Linked DNA regions of Mus musculus: all the other regions are linked to region 2. Evidence: chromatin contacts called from public Hi-C and HiChIP or PLAC-seq data. All regions are on one chromosome and are shown on one strand. The core of a region is the stretch at or near the end of the contact, and the rest is flanking DNA. Distances in the headings are between cores, read along the strand shown. Region 1 overlaps Ahdc1 (AT hook, DNA binding motif, containing 1). Region 2 holds the start of Gpr3 (G-protein coupled receptor 3). Region 3 has its middle 9.3 kb from the start of Gm42322.

What was found. A called contact is a pair of places that touch in the nucleus more often than the background predicts. HiChIP or PLAC-seq counts read pairs in DNA pulled down with a chosen protein or histone mark.
Region 1: an H3K27ac HiChIP or PLAC-seq map of double positive thymocytes shows a contact between it and region 2, with 4 times the contacts expected there. The contact joins the enhancer-like site here to the promoter of Gpr3 in region 2. A contact is called at or near these places in 14 of 39 promoter capture datasets (the 3T3-L1 cell line, the HPC-7 cell line, HPC-7-derived erythroid cells and 7 more), 1 of 15 datasets of contacts at CTCF or cohesin (embryonic stem cells), 11 of 484 Hi-C or Micro-C datasets (the AML12 cell line, bone marrow-derived macrophages, cerebellar granule neurons and 6 more), 9 of 115 datasets of contacts at active chromatin or transcription factors (bone marrow-derived macrophages, craniofacial prominence, double positive thymocytes and 4 more) and 3 of 9 other capture datasets (adipose tissue, liver and pancreatic islet).
Region 3: a Hi-C map of embryonic stem cells shows a contact between it and region 2, with 3 times the contacts expected there. The contact joins the enhancer-like site here to the promoter of Gpr3 in region 2. A contact is called at or near these places in 10 of 39 promoter capture datasets (the 3T3-L1 cell line, the C10 cell line, the SN4741 cell line and 7 more), 2 of 15 datasets of contacts at CTCF or cohesin (embryonic stem cells and large pre-B cells), 44 of 484 Hi-C or Micro-C datasets (B cells, the Ba/F3 cell line, the G1E-ER4 cell line and 24 more), 9 of 115 datasets of contacts at active chromatin or transcription factors (bone marrow-derived dendritic cells, bone marrow-derived macrophages, embryonic stem cells and 3 more) and 2 of 9 other capture datasets (liver and macrophages).

What each region holds. Positions count from the first base shown.
Region 1 is chr4:133,077,570-133,080,368 of GRCm38.p6, reverse strand. Ahdc1 (AT hook, DNA binding motif, containing 1) reads right to left here. Exons shown (of 7, transcript NM_146155.3): 7 at 2,259-2,799. Among named protein-coding and RNA genes, the nearest start is that of Gm26615, 4.5 kb to the left of the region's middle. Within about 2 kb of position 1,283, at least 39 of the 459 cell types and tissues checked have an H3K27ac peak or open chromatin away from gene starts, as enhancers often do. A contact at or near this core is called in double positive thymocytes, where this site is marked.
Region 2 is chr4:133,211,214-133,214,273 of GRCm38.p6, reverse strand. It overlaps Gpr3 (G-protein coupled receptor 3), which reads left to right and starts at 1,738. Exons shown (of 2, transcript NM_008154.3): 1 at 1,738-1,855; 2 at 2,910-3,060. The coding sequence starts at 2,915.
Region 3 is chr4:133,448,118-133,451,241 of GRCm38.p6, reverse strand. No RefSeq gene overlaps it. Among named protein-coding and RNA genes, the nearest start is that of Gm42322, 9.3 kb to the right of the region's middle. Within about 2 kb of position 1,266, at least 34 of the 459 cell types and tissues checked have an H3K27ac peak or open chromatin away from gene starts, as enhancers often do. A contact at or near this core is called in the HL-1 cell line, embryonic stem cells and pro-B cells, where this site is marked.

The sequences.
Region 1 (2,799 bases), core at 34-2,533, 130 kb after region 2:
CCTCCTGCCTCAGCCTCCGGAGTAGCTGCAATGAAAGGTCTGAGGCACCAGGCCCAGCTAGGAACCGTTTTGATGTGTTCTGAAACCCAGGTGTGTACAGTACCTTGGCTTTGGTGATGCTCCAACCTCTGAAAATAGAATAAACTTTGTGACTTCCATCAGTGGCTCACTTACCTGGGGAGCGTTTCTTCTGGCTCTTTCCTCAGCAATTCTAGGGCCTGACAAACTTTCCATCCCCAAAACTATCACATCTGGTCTCTGAAGTACCTTGGAGTCCTTACCCCTTACTAAGCAGTAAGCCTACCCACCCGGATTCCCCTCCCCGCTTTTGTCCCACTGAAGATCAAGGTTTGCAAGAGCTAGGCAGAAGCTCTACCGTGGAGCTAACATCCTCAGCCCCGTACCTCTTTCCCTCTCCTTTCATCTCTCATGGGGCACTAGATTATCACCAAGCCCCTCCCCTTTGCCCTCTGTCCTCCAAGCCTCTGCTGTTATCATCTCTTTAAGCTCCTACTTCCTTCATGGTCTCTCCACCCTAGCTCCTTAACTGTATACACACACAGCCCTTCACTACCTTTCCTCCCCTTAAGATCCATCTTGTGCTGAGAGCAGCAACTCCTTCTACTGCATAATCCACCCCCCACCATTCCTCTGAGCAACCCCCCAAGACCCCTACCAGGCCTTACCCTCAAACTGAACCCTGACTGCCAGAGATACCAACTTAGCCCAGCCCCCTTCATCTGCCAGCTCCACCCGGCTAAGACTCCCCTTTCTGCCCCTCAGCAGCCAGTCAACGTACAGTTCTCTTGAGGCTGCAAACAGGCTTCTTTTGAGTTGGTCTATCCCAGCTGTCCTGCCTGGGGTGTTTGGTTTTTGCTGTAGGAAACTGAACCTAGGGAATTGCTTGTGCCTGGTAGGCAAGCATTCTGTCGCTGACCCACTGCACCCAGCTCCCCTACCGCACAGCTCCATGGCACTCTGATGCTCTGCCCCTTGTTATCACCTTTCTCACCACTCAGACAGAACACTTCCATTCTGCTCTCTCAAACTCATGTGTCTACTGAGTTAGACCTACCTGGACTTCCTCCTCCTGCCTCCTCTTCCCACCTCTGGCCTTCGCAAGTCTTTCCTGCTTCAGAAATCACTCACAGTTCTGTCACCACCCTAGGCGTGGCTTCTTAAAAAGCTTTCTCCTGTGGAAAGCCCCTTCCCTGACCTGACCTCTTAGCAGGTCTTGCTGCTTCCTGCCCCCACTGGCAGCTCCACGGGAGACTGTCAGCTTGAGAGTGGTGTCACCTCCCCAAAACAGGCAGGAAGAGTAGGTAGGCCAAGGTCTACACGGTGAGGCTGTGTGGAGGGGGCCGTGTAGCAGATGGCTTTCACATCCAGCAGAAGATGCAGTTTTCAGGGGTTGTGACCTGTGAATCCTTCTGCCTCTTCCAGGCAGGGGTAGCCAGAAGGTGGGGGCATGTTTGCCTCTCAGCGGGATCCTCCCATGACCCCAAGTCATGGGCCTTGTTGCTAGGGGCAGAGAGGCTAAGTCACATGGAACGTGGCCTGGTATCACTGGGAGTGTCATCGAGGAAGAGAAGCAGGGGAGAAGCGCTCAGCAGAGCTTCACTGTGAAGTGGGTCATGGGAAAACATGCTTCTGAAAACCCTACAAGAAACTCTGTGGAATGAAGGAATGGCGAGCCAGGCCTGCCATGCTCAGGGAGTGAGAAGTAACCAGCCTTCCGGTCCGGGAGGCTGACAGTTAGTTCTTCTGTTAATCTAGGCTGGGAAGAAACAGTAGCATTTAGAATTGCAGGAAGGGACAATGAAGTGACTGGTCATACCTTAGGTCCTACAAAAGCACATGGGTATGTTAACAGTAAATGAGCAGACTGGGGCTGGAGATAGGGAGACTTGGTATGGACAGAAGTGGGGACTACTCAAGTTGTGCCTGGAAGTCACATCACTCCAGTCCTACAAGATTTGTGGATCATTTCAAAGATTGATATTGCTGGGTGTAGTGGCACATGCCTGTAATCCCAGCTCTCGAAGGATGAAGGCAGGCGGGTCTGAGTCTGATCACATAGAGACACCTAACTCAGTAAAATGAAGACTGGCCTCATAGAATCCCGATTGAGCCCTGGGGCCTAATGGCCAGAGCCAGGACAAAGGAAGAGATTTAGGGGCAGTGCTCTGGGACCTGAGGTGGGATGAGGGCACCAAAAGGAAGAAGATGGACACGGAGCTTACCATGGGGCTCCTCAGGGGACGGAAAGTGGCTCTGGGGGGCCACAGGATGTAGGACAGAAATGGGGACGTGTCAAGCAATGGCTCTGTTGGTGAGAACACTTACTGCTCTTGCAGAGGACATGGATTTGAGTCCCTGCATCTAAATGACAGTGTGTAACTATCTGTAACTGGGGATCCCATGCCCTTTTCTGACCTTCAAGGTCACCAAGCTCACATGCCGTGCACAAACATAGATTCAGGCAAAACATTGGTACACATAAATAAAATAAACAAATCTTTAAAGCTCTAAGCAGTGGGATGGGAGTGCTTAGAGGCAGGGGAGCAGAGGCTGCAGGGAGGGAGATGACACTCAAACACAGGCAGGTGGCAGGACTCAGAGGCAGGGAACCCAGGAACATCCTGAGGTCTCAACTCCTCTCAGAAGGACCAGTGGCTGTTGTCCCCAGTTTTACAAGACACAAGGTTTTTTTTTTTTTTTTTTTTTTTTTTTTTTTTTTTTTTTTTGCTTTTTTTCATTTCTTTTTAATACAAACTTGGATCTTTGGGTGTGTCCTGC
Region 2 (3,060 bases), core at 489-2,988:
AGCCCATTTATGGATGAAATGGCTAAAAGGAGAGTTCTGAAGGGAGCTTGCCCATAGGAGCCTGCAGCAGGAGAGCCCCATCTAGCCTGGTCCCACAAAGGCAGAGCCTCCTGTGACCACTCTTCATTTTCTTTGTGCCCTCCTGTGTTTCCCTGACATCCTCTACTGGCCAGATACACCACTGACAGCCAATATACAGCCCCGTGCTGCTAACGGGCCAACTGCCCCCAGCAGTCCCCAGCCGTTTAGACATGAAAAAACAGCTTCAGAGAGCCTAACAGGGCCTCAAAGTCACAGGGTTCGGAAGCGTGGATTAGGCTTGGAGGCCTGACCTCCTCCACCAGCTGAACTCCCCATATCCCGCCCAAACCCTGCCAGTCTCCAGCCCATGCTCTGTCATCTCTGTGAGGCTATGACGCATTCCCTGACTCCTGGCCTCCTTCCTTTCCTCAGCCTCAGACCGACATCCGACCCCTGACTCCCATCACCCTCCTAAAGTCTTGAACATTCCAGAGACGATCAAAGGGAGAAAGGACAGTACTGGTGCCTAGGGTTAGATCTGATGGGGCATTTCCCTAGGGATGGCGCAGGCAGGTCTAGTAAAGAGCAAGTTTTCTTTCTGCCCCACCCCCTGGGGTACCTAAGCCGGTGCTCAGGAAGGCTGCTCTGAGCACGGAGCTGCCGAGTCCTTCTGCTTCCAAGTTCTTCCCGGCTCCCTATCTCCTGCTGCTTCGGGGAAGTGACCACCCCCGCCCCCCCCCAGCCCTCGCTCTGGCTTTTCAGATCCTTGAATAAATAATTGAGGTTTTGAAATCTTGCCAGGCGCACCCTCCCATGCAGAGAGGACGCTATTGGGTCCACATGAGTGACGTCACCCAGCTCCTTATTCCAACCCCAACATCACGGGACCTGTCCTGACAGCAACTTACCTGCTGGGTCGCTGTCCAGTCAGACTTCCTACCCTGTTCCCTCACTCTGGGGCCCACACACAAGTCATTTGGTCTTTACTTCAGGACCCCACAGCTCTCATTTAGCTTCGTCACCTCAGTCCTTTATAGCACTTAACAGGGTCACAGTGACCTGAAGTTCCTTCACCTGCACACTCATCTCCAAAGCCTTGTCACCACTTCTGTTACCCTAGGGTCCCCGAGCTCCATCATGCTGCAGTCATCCTGACAATGCTGTGGCTGTCCTGAGGAGGCCTACACCCCGCTACCGTCAACGTCCCACAGCCGCCATCCTCCAAGATCCTGTCACCGTGCTCATATCGTCACAGCCACCCACCTCCCTGCTCCCTCGTGCTCCTGTCACCGTCGCCTCGGGGCCCTATCAGAGGCAGAGCCTGTCATCCTCACCGGGGACGCCCATTTCGCTCCATCACCTGTCTTATGTCAGCTCGTTTCTGCCACCGAAGGTACTCATCACCCCCGCAGACTATCCCAATCCCTTGACCTCTTCCCACATCCTCTGTGACCTCCCCGAGTCTCTTTTAAGGCTCTCCCACTAGTGTCCCCAAAACCCCCGACCCGCAGAGGGCGCCGCGTCAAGGACAGAGAGCCGGCTCCGGAGGGGGCGGGGCCGCGGCCACGGTCACTTTTTATGAATGGGGGAGCGGGCGGCGCGAGGCCTCATTACTATGCCGCGCAGCACGCGCTGCGCTCCAGCGCGCAGCGCCCATTGGCCTGCTGGGCTTCTGGCGTCACCAAACCGGTGGCCGGGGGCGGGGCGGGGCGGGGTGACTCACGCCGCGTCTCCCGCGGCCGCGGGGGCTTCTTGGGGTCCGCGCACACCTTGCTCTGCCAGAACCTGAGTGGAGGCGCCCCGCGGCCCGGCCGCACCCGGTCCTGAGCCACCGGTGAGTAGTGGGCCCTGCCGCGGGTACCCGGAGTCTGGGAGGACACAGCGTGCAGGGGCGCCGGGCCGGCGGAAGGCTGCTTGCCCCTGCTCAGGGTCGGGGGGTCGTACCTGGGACTCTGGATGTGCAGAGTCTGCATAAGCAGGCAGCTCCCCAAGTGTTCGGGTGCTCTCGAGTGGTATGATGGGGTGACCCGGCAAAGGGTGAGCATTCCTGCGGGACCTGAGGCCCTAGAGGGACGGGCGGTCATCTGAGGTTGGGAGAACAGGAGGCGTCTGGGGCGGGCACCTAGACGTCCGAGTAGCGGGTGGTGTCTTATTTGGGGCTTCGGCTATCCAAGGCAGGAGGCGGAGTCAGGCCCAAGATCCAGGTGTCCGGGCAGAAGGAGGGGTCTGACTCAGGAATCCGGCTTTCACCAGGGGGTGTCTGCTACGGAGACCCAGTGGTTAGGAGGAAGAAGGGGGCAGTGTGTGTGGGGTGTCTGTCCGGAGTCAGAAGTCTGGGAGAGTGTAGGGGAAATGAGTTCCCAGGTGTTACCCTGGGAATGTCGAGTGGGGGCTGGCAAGAAGCTGCACCGGCTTTGCCTGGGGGCGGAGCTTGAGGCTGGCAGTGCCCATGAATCGTGAGGGGTCTGGGAGCTTCAGGAACCAAGTCATCGTGTCTGGTGGGAGGGAGCTGACTGCTCTTCTTCTTGACGTGTTTCCCTCCCCTATTCATGAGCCTATTGAGGGCACACCTTGAATCCTGTGCTTCCCCTATTCACTTATGGTAAGCTTTGATTCACTTCTTTGACCACGTGTGGCCAAGAGGTCTTCAGGACTTAGAGGAATGGAGGGGAGGGTGAAGGGACACAGAAAAGGGATCACCGAGAAAAAGGGACCCCTGTTTAGAGGCCTGGAGGCATCAGAGGACAAAAACCACAGGACATGAATTGGGGGTGTGGGGTGTGCAGGACATCCGTACCCTACCTGTTATCCTGACAGCTTTCTTTTCTCGAAGGGCCTCCTGTCAGGATACGGGCCTGCCAGCATCTCATAGGACCTTTCTTCTACAGGTACCATGATGTGGGGAGCAGGAAGCTCTATGGCCTGGTTCTCAGCTGGCTCAGGCAGTGTGAACGTGAGCAGCGTGGACCCAGTAGAGGAACCCACAGGCCCAGCTACACTGCTGCCCTCTCCCAGGGCCTGGGATGTGGTGCTGTGCAT
Region 3 (3,124 bases), core at 17-2,516, 240 kb before region 2:
TGTGTAGCCCTGGCTGTCCTGGAACTCACTCTGTAGTCCCGGCTGCCTCTGCCTCCCAAGTGCTAGGATTAAAGGTGTGCGCCACCACACCTGGCTTTCTTTCTTTTCAGTTTTGTGAGACAGAATCTTATGTACCCCAGGCTAGCCTCAAATTCCCTTCTTAGCTGAGGATGACCTCGAACTCCCATGCCTTCTGCTTTGACCTCCAAATTCTGAGATTACAGGTGTGTGTCACGACACCTGTATTAAAACAAACATAATTTCCAATAAGGTTAACTCAAAACCCTTATACAAATAAAACAGTGAGCCCATGCCAAAGACTTTTGTGAATTTGCTCGTTAATAAGGAGCCAGAAAGACAATGTGATAATTTTAAATGTGAACTTGACCTTTCCAATAAGTGTTATTTCTCCTAAAGAGGAGTCGTTTAAATTGTTATCTATCTATCCATCCATGAAAACAAGGTTTCTCCATGTAGTCTTATCTGTCCTAGAACTCACTCTGTAGACCAGGCTGGCTTCGAACTCAGAGATCTGTCTGCCTCTGCCTCCCAAGTGCTGGGATTAAAGGTGTGTGCAACCATCTCCTGGCACATTACGATTTAAAAAAAAAAAAGGTTTTTCTGTGTGTGTGTGTGTGTGTGTGTGTGTGTGTGTTATGTGTAGGAATGTATGACGTGCCAGTGGAGACCAGAAGGGGGCAGGCAGCAGATTCCCTGGAAGTGGAGCTACAGGTAGTGGGAGCTGCCCATAAGTGCTGGGAAACAATTTCTGGTCCTCTCCAGGACTATCCAGTGCTCTTAACAGCTAACCCATCCACCCTCTCTATCCACCATAGGTTTTCCATAAGTTGGTTTTATCCCTACACAGTTATAGAGTCAGCCAACCCAGAGCACACCCCCTCCTCTAGAGAATGAAGCATTGAAGGTCACTAATGTTCAACCTTTCTCCAGGAGAACAGGCACCGGGAGACCTTTTTGCCTGTTGCAAGGCGTATGACTGTTTTATTTTTGCTTTAGGAATAGCCTCACTATGTAGCCTAGGCTGGCCTTGAAATCATGATCCCTCCTGATTTTACCTCCCAAGGGTTGGGATTATAGGCACACACCACAACACCCCCTTCTTTCGTTTGTTGTTTATGTTGGCTGACCCTCAGGAGGGTCAGGATGAATCAAGCACTAGTTATTTTTTAGTGGGACAGGTCATTTGAAGGGAGTCCCCTTCCCCATTCAGGCAACAAACTTTCAATTCTGGCCACAGTCAGTATCAGCCAGCAGGTGGCGCTCTGACAGATGCTCGGCTGTTGCGGTTGGAATTCATGCAGTGGTACCTCGTGAGCCCACCTAAATTTTGACCCTTGCTGACCTCCACGAGTCTGGTTGCATGACTGCAGAATGACGCAGGGCCACGAATCTGACTGATCACGGACTCAGTCATTCTTTTAAGTACCAGAAACATGCAGATGGACGTGTCACATTTTCCGTGTTCTCCGTGCCCTCAGCTCCTGCCTGCGCTTCCCTAGAGAGAGCAGGTGCCCACTCGCTGCAAGTGGCTGAATTCTGTCATCTCACCGTGTTACACACTCCCCCTCCACCTGCCTCCTTGCGGTCTCTCTTTCTGGAAAATTCTCATTGGAGGTTGACTAACAGACTTTAATTCCATAACCTCCCTCAAGCCCTCCTGACTTCACAGGTATTAAGTAGCTTCCTCTCCCCTTCCTCAAGGGCTGTCCAGACTGTGGGAGATGCCCTCACTACATTGGCCCACAACTCACAGACATGGCAATATTGCCTCCTGCCTAGCTTTCCCAGTGCTGGGATTGCAGGCGTGAGCTATCACGTCTGAGGTCAGAAGATGGCTGGAATGTTCCTTGTGTCTCACCATCTGCTTGCCCTGTCCTGTCCTTGAACTTCCTCTGAGCTCCACAGCATGAAAAATTAGCTCCTCGGGATCTGCCCAGCTTCCCAGAGGCTGCAGGAACATCTCAGACTCCACCCACCTCAATTTAGCAGGCAGAGTGTACTGGAGTAAAATGCCTTCCTCAGCCAGCCCAGGGATGGGGGCACCAACAGGGGCAGTGGGCGGCCATCATTGAAGGGCTCTCTAACAGGCCCAATCATGGCAAACATGGCGCTGTCTGCTTTGGCCCTTCCCTCTGCCTTGCTAAACCACGAGATTACATTCCTAAAGCTTGCCCCCAAGGTCTATTCCCTTATTTAGCCACCTATTCATTCTTGAGACTAAACACCAAGGCCCAGCTATCAACATTCATTTTTTGCCTACACCAGCTAAGCTGTCCAATCAGGTCTTAGCACAGACTTCCCCTTCCCTCATTAAAAACTATTTCTGCAGACACACCTGCTACTGCCGTGGTCTGATCCAGAGGCGGCACGCCCCTTGCTTGTCCCTCTGGGGTAATAAACTTCCTTTGTGCTGAGAATTTGGTGTCTGGGTGTGTTCCCTAGCGACTCTAACACACACACACACACACACACACAATCACAAGATGAGGTCTGTGATGGGGTCCTCACAGGGTCTGAGGATAGCTGTGGAGTGCGGTCTTCCTAAAGGAGGCACTAGTTCCCTGGGGGGACTGGACAGGGCTTTCCCACCATGGAGACGGAGTGAGTTAGGGCGAGTCCCACCCCCAGTGCTGTGGCCGAGCCTCAGGAATTTCCCAAAGGGAGAATGGCTAGTGGGGAAACGAGTGGAATAATTTGGGAAGGGAAGCTCTGGGCGAGAGGAAGGTAATGTCTCTAAGAACTCTTAGGAAGAAAGGCCCAATGGAACAGAGCGGGTGAGCGTGAAGCGTTCAGGTGGAGTGGGTCATGCACTCAGGTAGCTGAGGCAGGAGAATTGCTGTAAGTCTGAGGTCAACCTGAGCTACATAATGAGTTCCACACCGGGTTATAGATTTAGAGTCTGTTTAAGTGTGCGCGCACACACCAAAACAAAATAAGACTTATGGAGGATCAGGAAGTAGGCAGGAGACAAAGAATCCTAAAATTCTCTGTGCTTACCTTTCCATGAGGGAAATGGTGCTGGTCTACAGTGCGCATGTGCTGAGCGCAGCCCGGCGCTCACTTCCCTCCCTGATGGAGCACAGGAGGACGGCCCTGGGCCAGA